2 separate regions of the Zea mays genome follow, and region 2 is linked to region 1. The links are chromatin contacts, called in public Hi-C maps. All regions are on one chromosome and are shown on one strand. The core of a region is the stretch at or near the end of the contact, and the rest is flanking DNA. Distances in the headings are between cores, read along the strand shown. Region 1 holds the start of LOC100282274 (enzyme of the cupin superfamily). Region 2 holds the start of LOC100275177 (embryo sac development arrest 6).

What was found. A called contact is a pair of places that touch in the nucleus more often than the background predicts.
Region 2: a Hi-C map of bundle sheath shows a contact between it and region 1, with 4 times the contacts expected there. The contact joins the promoter of LOC100275177 here to the promoter of LOC100282274 in region 1. A contact is called at or near these places in 2 of 25 Hi-C or Micro-C datasets (bundle sheath and endosperm).

The regions. Positions count from the first base shown.
Region 1 is chr4:146,397,146-146,403,395 of Zm-B73-REFERENCE-NAM-5.0, reverse strand. LOC100282274 (enzyme of the cupin superfamily) reads right to left here and starts at 3,353. Exons shown (of 2, transcript NM_001155186.2): 1 at 3,088-3,353; 2 at 2,402-2,982. The coding sequence starts at 3,212. The coding sequence ends at 2,772.
Region 2 is chr4:146,710,156-146,715,984 of Zm-B73-REFERENCE-NAM-5.0, reverse strand. It overlaps LOC100275177 (embryo sac development arrest 6), which reads left to right and starts at 1,884. Exons shown (of 1, transcript NM_001365865.1): 1 at 1,884-2,953. The coding sequence starts at 2,112. The coding sequence ends at 2,582.

The DNA.
Region 1 (6,250 bases), core at 2,104-4,603:
TAGACACAGAAAAATAAGTCAACCTTGTTTTTTCTGGCTTCAAGAATACTAAAACATGGATATGGATAAAGTAAGGAGTAGACTGAGAAGACAGTGAGGTGTAGCATGGATATGGATTGTGAATTCTGCCTCTTGATGAAAAAGACGTCAACGGACATGTTCTAAAATAATTTGTAAATTCTGAATCCTACTAACTGTGCTGGTGCTGCCAAAGAGGAAGATATTAATATGCCATGTGTTGTTTTGCAGGATTTGCAGAACATACTGTCTAAGTTGTGTGATCAGTACCAGTATTGCCTTTATTGTGGATGCAAAGTGAACTTTGTTCTAGAAACTCAATTTTTTTATACATCTTCTATACCTTTTTTAAACTGGATGCCTTTTCCTACTTTGTTCAGTATGAATCACCAGAAGTGCTGGCAAATGAATGCCCCGGTCCTGATGAGGATGACCATTGATTAGTTGTGTGAAGGTGACAAAGAATTGTCTTTGATACAAACAGGTGATGGTTCTATACTCACCATCATCACAATGATGTTCAGTCATGATTGGTGTACTTCATTGGATCCCCAATACATTGGAGCACAAACTTTGTGGTTTGTGCTCTTGTCGTCATCATACGAACACACTAAGCAATAGAATAGCTTGTTTTGTTGGATGCACCCTTCTTTGATTTCCTCATTATGTCTGCCTTTTCTATTTGTTTAGATCTTGCCTTATTTTGGGTGTGGCTGTTCTTCTCACGCAGGTTGTTCTCTGTGTGTGGCCAAAGGGAAGAAGAAATCACATTTTGACGATTAACACAAGTAGTTCCCCTTCCTTGGTCTCCCTTAGAAGTCACATTTTGATGATAGAACTTTGTATACTTAACATGTTCCTTAGAAGTTAGAATATTACGTATCCAGTAAAACAGATTTCAAAAGTTATGTTCTCGTCATGGATTATCTTTATTCTTTGTTTTCATGCAAAATATAATTTTAGAAGCATGCATGTACGTGCATGCTCTTTGTAATTTCAAATTTTCATAGAAATATACCTGGTGTATATCTCTTATCTCTCATACTGAAATTGCAAAAAACACTAGAATCTATCAAAAGTTTATTTTATACTTATTCATCTGAATATCTAAACTCTATTTATCTATGATGGAGAATTTTTTGATTTTGTTATTAATTTACACTATCCTTCTATGGAATCAACGTATTTTATTTGAGATGTCAATGACAAAGCACATGTACAATCTTATATTATTTTTAGGTATACAAACATCCACTTTTAGTACTGCTAACAAAAGTATAGAATAACAATTAGTTTTTTGCATATCAATGCATTTTATCATAGTACTTTGCATCTCAATGTATTTTACCATTATATCTTGACTCCGTAGCAACGCACGGGCATACACCTAATAAAAGTATTAAGAATTATATTATTATATCTAAAGATAGGCCTTATTTTAGTTTTTTTACAGTGCCACAAATTTTTACGGCTCGGTGCTGTCTCTGTATACTATTTAGAGACATGAGAAAGATATTCAATTAATGTAAACACGAGATCAATAGTATCTAATGAAATTTACTCTTTGTTTGACCAACGCTGCAATTGGTTAGAACTTTCGAATACTCTCGATGTCCCAAAATAAAATTTGTTTTAGATAATTAATAGGTTCATACAATACTTAATATATTTGTTTTATATATATGTCTAGATCTATTTTCATTCATCTAATATAGACATAAAAAACAAGAGATAAAATGACTACTATTTTGAGATAGAGAGAGTATTAAAAATAATTATCTACTGGGTCTAGGCGTCTAGCTCTAGGCTCTAGTAATTTGTTTTTGCTTTTTACATGACATCCTATATTTATATGTCTATTGAACAGTGCATCAAATTCATATCTTTCCGCCGGAATCCAATTAGAAAATATCACAATATGATTCACGTTATAAAAAACGTAAGAAATCGAAAATTTAACTCAGGTATGTTTCATGATATATTCATTATCTTATTACAATGCAAAAGTATTATATATTGTTTAACAATTATTACAATATTAATATTAAAAATTATATTATTTTGTCTAAAGATAGGTCTTATTTTAGTTTTTTGTATAGTGCCACAAAAAATTTCCGGCACGGCCATATCTCTGTATACTATTTAGAGACATGAGAAACATATTCAATTAATGTAAACACGAGATCAATAGTATCTAATGAAATTTACTCTTTGTTTGACCAACGCTGCAATTGGTCAGATTTTCCGAATACTCTCTCATAAATTAAAATTCATTTTAGATAATTAATAGATTAATACAATACTTAATATATATGTTTATATATATCTATATCTATTTTTATTTATATAATATAGACATAAAAAACAAGAAAAAACAAGAGATAAAATGACTACTATTTTAAGATAGAGGTATTATTAAAAAAAACAACGCAGGCCAAGGGCGCTGGTCAAAGAAGCATCCAAGATGGATTGCACTCGGACGAATAAACAAGGGGTACTTTGAACAGCCCCTGCATTGACCGGGTTTCTTTTTTCAGTTGCCGGATGAATATCTACTGGCCTACGCGCTACGCTACGCGGGAGCTAGATGCGCTGCATCCCTCCCAGTTTTTTTACACGACAGAGAAGGCTATGGGCTATATGTAACCAAATTAGCTAGGAAATTAAGCTAATCATCACAATTAAGCGAGCAGCCGAACCAATAATCGGGACCAAATCAGCGGAGCCGGGCCGGGAGCGATGTGCGTCAGCCGTCAGGACGAGTCGAACTTGTAGTACTTGTCGACGGCGGCGGCGACGTCCCAGGTGCAGCTGAGCCCCTTGGGGAAGACGACGAGGTCGCCGGCGCCGAACTCCACGCACTCCGACGACCCCTTGATGTGCGCCCGCACCTTGCCCTTGAGCAGGTAGCACGTCTGCCGCGCGTCGAACTTCACCGGGAACTTCCCCGGCGGGCAACCCCACCTGCACACGCACGGCAGCAGTTACATACGCCACGGCGATCAGGAGCTGGGGACGAGAAACCAAGAAGTAAACTAGCGGGCAGTGATCGGCGGCAGCGGTGCTCACTTGGGCCAAGACCTGACGCCGAGCTGCTGCAGGCGCGACTCCGGCGGGTTGCGCTCGACGGCGATGGAGAGGCCGCCGCCAAGAGGGTCGGTGTCCATGCTGTCCGGTTTCGAGCCCGAGGCCATGGGCGGGCGTGGCAGCGCGCTACAGCCTGGAGGAGATCGACGGAGAATGGTAGCTCGGGAGGAGGAGCAACAGCTCGCAGTTATGGAGAGGCTGCGTAAGTTTGGTAGGCGTTGAGGCTGAAGTGAGGTGAGGAGTTCTGGTAGTGGGGGGAAGGAGGGTCCGAGGGCAGTTGGGAGCGGAAGCTTTTCCGGCTGACGCCTGTAATAAACCGGAGAGCAATAATAAAAAGCGTGACAAATATTTTATTATTTTCTTTTATGCATGTGCCATGTGCATAAGATTAGACTTTGGGATGCTTGATAATGTGTGGGTAAATGATCAGCGCTTAGGAATGGATAATTAGTTCACAAAATACTTCCTCCGTACTCAAACACAAGGAATCGAAGTTTGTTCCGAGTGAAACTTAGGTCTCTATAGAGTAAATTGTTAACCAGCTAATAAGTTGTTAGTTAGCCGGCTAACTAAATAGTTAGGGGTGTTTCAAACCTAAAGCTAATAGATTGTTATGAGCTAAATGTAATTGCTGCCATTGTCTCTTTCTCTTTGTTTTTGAATCATATTTCTATCCAGTATGCTACTATTGCTATGAATATTTGGGAAATAAAAAATTTCAAATAAAAAAATAAAATATTATAAATAGTATATAATTTTTTTTTAAAAATACCACACAAGTGGGTTCCACAAACTTAAATTTCATACAAAATAAATAAATTGTTCAACACAAACCGACGGGCAGTGCACCTAGCTAGGTCAAGAGCCAGGGCAGGAGAAGCTCAGAGAAAGACTGACTTCTTTGTAAGGGAAAAATCGACGGTTAGGTAGAAAGTGCCAGAGATAATTCGATCATCAACTACCTATTAGCTGATTTGTCTAGATTAGAACAGTTAACAACTAATGGCTATTTGGGATATAGCTAACAAACAGTCGGTCCATTAGTTGACCCATTCTAAACCACTCAACTAATATTAGCCGCTAACTATTAGTTTTAGAGATTTAGAACATAGCCTAATTTAAATAAATTTATAGAGAAGATGGTTAATATCTAACATATCAAATAGATCACTTATGACAATGTATTTCATAATGTATTGAATAACAATGCTAATTTGATATTTTTATTATTGTTATTATTATCTATAAACTTGGTCAAATTTATGATGATTTGATTTAGGATGAAATTTAATCTCTTATAATTCTTGGTATATCTTAATATATCAGTTTAAACTTTACCAAAAAATAGCAAATTAAAGCATATGTATTTATTAACCCAAAAATATTATAGTAAAAAACCAATTGATGACTAGTGTTGACTATAGCAACATTAGTAATCACGAAAATAGAGTATCGCGTTGTTGAGTCTTGGAAAACCAATAGATGTATACTCAAATAAACTGGTATCCAACTAAGACATTGTTTGACACACTTTATTCACAAATTTAAGCAGAAGTTGTACTAACAGATGTTTCTACAATAATTTATTAGTCTAGTTACTTCTTGTGATGAATTAAAAACTAGCAATAAGGAGCTACATTATTTTTCAACAAGCAGCATATATGCCAAACACTACCTAACACTGGCGAGTAATATTGGTTATTATGGTTGCTCGTTAATGGCGAAAACACCACAATAGTCAACATTAAGCAGAAGCTTGGGGTTTCTATAGCACCTATGGAGTGTTTGGTTTGGTGAAACAAGCTACTATAGTTCATCCATTATGGATTCATTCGTTAATTTTAGTTAGAATGGCTTTGCTCTCATAGTAGTACTAGTAATTATTAGTTTGCGATGAATGAGGTAATGAAAGATTAACCATCTTGTTTTGCAAATAAAACTGAGAAATGAAATGATGATAGACTGCCTCGTTGCATAAACTAGATTAAACACCTCGCTAAAAGAAAGGATGTGCATTGTGTCCTAAGGTTTAAAATAGCGGGCTATAGCTCAACTATAGCCTTTTGGAAGACATAAAGCTATGATATTTCACTTTTGGACGCTATTCAGCTACAACCCCTATAGCCTAATTTAGCTTCGCTGAATGCCGTAGCTTTAGCGAAATAGCCACACTATTTCTATTTTTCATGGCGGGCCAAAAAATTAATGAATGTAATAAAGAAGGATGAGGAAACTCAATGATATTAATGAATGTAATGAAGATCAACCTGAACTTGCTTCATACATAACAATCCGAACTCGCTTTATACACAATAAGATGATGCACATGATATTGACATGGATCAATAGTCTTCAAGTGCTCATTCTTCTTATTCAGATGACTCTATGTTTGATCAATAGATTGCACTAGTAAGTTTTTTTTGTATGTACTAAATCATGATATTGTGTTGCTATTATGTTAGCGAGATGATAAATTCTTTACTACTCTAGTATTTTAGAACTAAGTAAACTTATTAATTACATGTTGTGTAGCTACCTAGCTAGTGGCTAACTATGTTACTAAAGTGCTAAACACTTGAATTCCATGAATCATGTATTGTGTAATATCCCTAGCCTCTTAGAGCCTTGGAAACATATTGGTCTTAGCCAAATATCTTGACTTCCATATTTTTACAAAAAAATACATATTTTTATTTTTTTATAAATCTGATATTTGTTCTAACTGCGTTATAGATGCGCAATAGCCTTGTAGCCTCAAAAACATTATGCCCCTAGACCACTATTTTAAACCTTGTTATGTCCCATTCTACCAAGGAACAAATAAGTCATTTTGAAAATAAGCAAATATGTAGACCCCCAATTCACGAAGGAGATTTTGACAGTTATAAACCTATATAATTTTTTCTATGTGACCCTTCGGAATAGAGGATCGACTATCTTGAAACCCTACAACAAGGCTATATAATGGCTCAATTCATACAAAATTGGGAGGAAATATAACACAATGTCCAATTTTTTTGAAAAGGTTCTCTTATGCCTATTCCTCTCTTCTAGTTCATGAGTTTCTCTAGTGATGTATTCAAATGCTACTTTAGAGAATCTCCTGTGTTTTAAATCTTTGAAGAATTACAAATGATGAATCCTA
Region 2 (5,829 bases), core at 635-3,134, 310 kb before region 1:
AGTAGCTAGAGAGCGTCAGGGCACCGACGGCAAGCAGATCCACCACCGCTATCGCTTGAGGGGCCTCGGTACCACCTTTTGTAGCTAGGTTGGTGGGCGGATTAGGATGAGTAAAACGGCTCCACCCAGTAGCTATTGAAACTGCTTTCCTCGCATTTCTATGTATGGAAGACGCAGCGTGTGTGGGTATGTTGAAACCGCTTTCCTCGTCCCCTAGGGAGCGACGCGCATGGGTTGTTGGGCTCCTGTCGCGGTGCATTTGGCGCGAGCCCACTTGTTGTGCCGGTCGTTGTTATGAATGGAAGACATGGCGTCCGTAGGTTTGTGTCATTGTGTGGGTGATTGAGGCACTCGCGCGCCGTGCGGGGCATGGATTCGTTGAGGATGGGGAGTGGATAGACGAATTGGATTAGATGCGATTGATGTGAAGAGAATGTGTCTTGTGAGCCATTTCAAACAATAGAAGGAGTTATTTGTAAAAATATGACGCGGGACGACCGTCGAAACTGGTGCTTTAATATAGTAGAGATTTGGATACTATCGTGTTCACCTTAATCCATGTGTATTGAGGTGGATTGGAAAACTGAAACTAATTTACAACACATTCCACTTCAATACATGTGAATTGAGGTGAATACGAGAGTATCCAAACAATGCCTAATTGGGTGGAACCAAACACCCTCTTAGTTGTGGTGGAACCAAACACGCTCTTATACCACTCGTTAGATATTGTACCCACAAGTAGAATTGCTAGACCTAGGTAACAATGGTAGCAAGGTACTAGGTTGCCTGTGGGTGAGTGTAACCCGCGAAGTTGTAGTCGCTGCTTGCAAGAATAATCTTAAGCTGGCTCCCTAGTTTTAGACCTAAGTTCAATAAGTTGGCTTGTAGTTGTTCTTAGGGTTTTTTGGTCGCACTATGGCTGTGAAAAAACCTTTTATGGGCTTTGAGCTATGAAAAAGTTGTTGTGCATTGTGAGCTATAAAAAACTAAAAGTCGTTTGGATAAAACTGCTAAAAGCCGCTGAAAGCTCTTCTATATACATTTTCAAGTTCTTCCGTCTGAAAGCTGCAAAAAGTTGTTTTATAGGTCAATTTTGCAGTGCAAGAAAGTTGGCTTTTTTAAAAAAAACTTATTGACTGGATTGAAGCATTTGGTTTAGTTTTTTATTTTTGGGACAAAAGGCACAGCCAAAAAGTTAAATCACACACACAATCTTATTCAATTTTGACAAAAGGCCCTTTTATTTCTTACAAGAGCTCAATTAGGCCATGTTCGGTTTGGAGTGGTTTAAGTGGATTGGAGGTGATTGAGTCCCTTCATATTTAATTTTAAATACGAAATAATTTAATTCATCCAATCCCCTTCAAATCTCTTACAAACGAACAAGACCTTAACGAGGTGTTTAAAGTTTAACTAGTGTTACATCTAATATTTAAATATTATGTATTAAATAAAGATTTAATTAGGTTTAATAAATGTGTCTTATATTTTATTTGTTATATGTGTAATTAGTTTTATAATTATACTATATTTTATATTCATAAATATGAATTAAATATTCACTATGACATGTAATAAACTTTAGTGTGATAAACTTTAGTGAGTTAAACTAAACACCCATAAATAACCTGCTAGATATAATGACGATTCTATCCTGACTACTCGACCACAAGCCCAAAAAAACCATCGAGTAACCCCTGCACCTCTGCCGGACAGGTCCAGACTCATCCAGAACGCGATGGTAGATTTGTTATTTATAGCAAATGCAATGGGCGGAGATAACCCGACTGCCTATATATACAACCACCCGCTGCCCTTCCCCGGCCCCTGCACCCGCTTCACTCCCCATTCATTCTCCGATCCCCTTCCCAGCGGGCAGCGGCCGCACCACGCCTGTTCGCCTCTCGCGGGACCCAGCCCCAGCGGGACCCACGCGGCCACGCCCCACGCCTTCATTCCTCCCTTTCTCGGCCTCAACCGCTTCCTTTTTCCCCTTGTACCATTTGTCCATTTTCGTGTCCCACCAGTCGCGGTCGGGCGATTCCGTCTCTGGCATAGCAAGCAGGCGCGTCCGGGCCGTCGAGGTCGAGCTGTGGATCCACGCGGAGATGCAAGCGCCACGTGGCGATGGCTTCCTCGGGAAGCGGAAGGAGCGCGACTATTGCCCGCATCCCTCAGTGTCGCCGACGGAGCAGGCAGCCCCGCTGCAGCGGCAACCGCCGCCGTTCGCTAGGCCCGACCCGCGTGGCGTCAAGCTGGATCGCCCGGCGGTGAGGTTTGGCGCGAAGCCGCCGCTCCCTCAACAGGGGGCCAAGGTCGGGGGCAACGGCAACAAGCTGCTGGCAGGGTATCTGGCGCACGAGTTCCTGCGGTGCGGCACGCTCCTCGGCGAGCGGAGGCTCGAGCCACCCCGCCTGAAGGAGAAGGATCCCGCCGCCCCCTCCCCCGCCCCAACCCCCGCTCCGGAGCCGAGCAGGCGCTACGCGGACGTTTCGCGCCTGCTTATGACGGGCGGGGCCCGCATCCCCGGCGTCGTCAACCCGTCACAGCTCGGACGCTGGCTCCGGATTAAGGAGTGACCGGGTGGCCATGACACTGGTGGCCGCGGCCCGCGGCATGGCCGCATTGCCTACTGCTTCGCCTCGGCGGCGGCCGATCAGAGGAACCGTTGCTTTTGAACGTAGCAGGCTGGTTTGTCATTCCTCTGTCTTTCTTTCCCTTCAAAATTTTCGTGTGGTAATTAGCAAATGAACTCCTCCTGTCAAAAATTTAGTGTAGTTGTTGGATGAGAAACTGGAGACGGTACACTGGTACTGTTGCTAGCTTTCGCTGAAATCCTCTTCATCGGCAAAAACCTGTGATGCATATGGCGTGGGTGAATGAATCCACCATCGATGTAAATACATGGTAATGCTTTGGTAGTAGCATAAGAAGTGTCTGTTACTGTAACAAGTAACTAAGTATTAGTTTGAATTGACATCATCATCTGGGCTTTCTGTGACAAATCCAAATGCATGGTTCCCGTATTTGGTGGAAATGATGCTGGCAATTTTACCTCTCGTCCGCGAATGTCCATGTTTACTCATTGTTTCGTTAAGCAATAAATACAGTAGGTTTATTTGCATCTTGAGTTCTCGTCCAGCCCCGCACACGTTACTGTCTTCGTGGTTTCGGAAGACATTTGGGGCCTTGCTTCGATGTCTTGCTGGCCAATGTACTACCATGCCCAGCAAGAAAACAGAACTGAGCAAGTGTTCGGATCCTGGCTAGCTTGTCTTGTAACATGTGCAGGCAGGTTTTCGCTTGCTCAGCCAGGCCAGGCGAGGTTAAGGCATCCAGCAATCCAAGGATCCTCTCTGGTTATCTCCAGCAGATACGAAGTCCTCTTGGGTCCCGTTTGGATAATTTTTTTTTCTGTAAGCTGCAATGGATGGAAGAAGCCGGCTAATAGTTATGCATGACTTAGGTGTTTGAATAGTTCAAAATAGGTTAGAGCAAGTATAATAACATATTAACATGATGTATGCAGCTTGAATGATGAGACGAAGAGGAGAGAAAAGGCTGTATGTAAACTTATAGCTGTCTTAGACATAATAACTAAAAAACTTTATGAGAGAGATAGGTGGACCATGTATTAATAGTAAAGAGCTAACTAATATACCAAGGTAGGCTCCAAGATTCTTACAATGGACTATATTATTAACAATACCCTTACGAGGCTATACTATAAGTTGGTTATTTGAATTCGCTAGATCTTTTCTTAGGCTGGACCAGCGCTGGTTCTTACTAATTGCCGATGTGACTTGGCGTGTGGTCGGTACCGACGACCACGCTCCAATCGATAAGCGGTTTGATCAGCCAATCGATGGGCTGGCCAGTGGGCTTGCTGGTCGGTCGGCGTGGTCGGTACCGACCACGTTGGGACCAAACCAATCGGTAACGATTGGTTGGTATCCACCACTGTGTTGGAGTCCAGGTCGGTACCTACAAGATTTGTTGGTACCGATTGTCTGGTGTTGATGTGGCGACTCTTGATTTCTCATCGTTATTTCAACCGTTTAGATTTTAAAAAAGTTTTCTGAATCCACCTTATAAATAGAGGGAGGTGCTTGGGTTTATTCACATCTCTCACTCTTTGATCCATAAGCCCTCTCCATTTGTATTCTTTCAATCTGTTTTGATATAGATCCAAGGTGGAGTCCGAACTTTGGTACGTTCATCGACTTGTTCACTACGCAATCTTCACAACATCCCGAGACCCATGCAGGTGTGAGTCATGTCTTCTTCAATGATATTTCTCCCGTCCATCATCGATAGGAGGACGTTCCTGCTTGTCCCCATTCCTTGATTCCATAACCTCTATTTTCACATCTCTATCCTCCTCCTTCATTTCCATACCAGCCATCCGTTGATGCCCCTCTTACCACTGAACCTCCTAAGATAGACGCTCCTCCTCCTATCACTAAAGCTCTTATCATCAATGTTCCTCCTCAACCTTTCGCTTATTCGTACCCTCCTACATACTCGTACGGATGTCCATATGGTGCTCATCCTTATGGATATGATCATATGATGCTCCACCTCTGTTCCCCTCTCCTATATGGCGCTTTTCCCACATGGTGCTCATGCTCCTATTCGTTCTCCTACAGGCACGATAGTGCCTTCAAGCAGCCACATTGATGCTGCCTTCAAACAATCCACAAACTCTAGTGCATCGTAAAAATAAAGGGACTTAAACTAAGACGAAGGACAAAAGACTAGAAGTACATATATAATTTTATAAGTTGGACACAATTTTGAGTCGAGAACAATTTTTGAGTTCATAAATTTATAGATCCACACGTGGTACAACTACACCACCGAACCTCCTCGCCACTGTACCCCCAAACAACTAAAGGATTGTTGGTCCACGAGCAGTCGTAAGGTCACCCTCTTCAACGACATCTACAACTGATTGCATAAGTCCAACTCAGAAGATCAAATAATGCTATGCTTCTTAAAGCGACAAAGGAGAGCTTCCACAACAGGCTCGATGAAACAGACTTCAAGTTGGAGTACATCTGGTGTGCTCTTCGCCATCAACACAAGTGATGTGCACGTCACAGTAACGATGACTCTAGTGATGGGAGAAAACGATCCCATCACAACATGAACAATGATTATAGCTCCGCATCATCAAATAGTATCAGACCAACACGACGTATTGGCCATAGTACGACAAGAGCACAACACGAAGAAAATTTGCCAACAACGAGTGCCCTGACATGGGAGAATAGCACGATGAACAAGCTCTACAAGGCAAGCTAGAGGACAACTTAATCAAGATTATTTTAGCACTTTACCAATTTTTGGAACATTGTACTGCTAACATGGACGATGATATGAAAAGAATCCACAGGTTGGTCGTAAAAATCATTAAACATTTAAAACTAGATGAGAAAGAAAATAAGGAAGATGTGTAGGAGGAGGATGATGAGCATTATTGTATCATATATTTAATGAACCAAATGACATGTTCCATTTTAAATAAGGGTTTGTAAAAGAAAATGTGAGAAAATACTGAAGCGGTTGTATGTTGTACTAAAGCGTTATAGTAAATAAAAACTGATGATGGTCTACCTGGCAGACAGACGGTAAGGGCGGACCGGCGGAGTGCATTGGATGTTGGATCTAGCTAGTGGTAGTGGCTAGCAACTTTATTTAATCAATTTAAATAGAGAAAATAGTATTTCAATCTACTGCTGGTACCATTTTTGGCAGGTTAATTGTAAAAGGTGACTTTTGGTCACAATGGAAACAAATAAATAAAAATAAAAACGGGAGCAG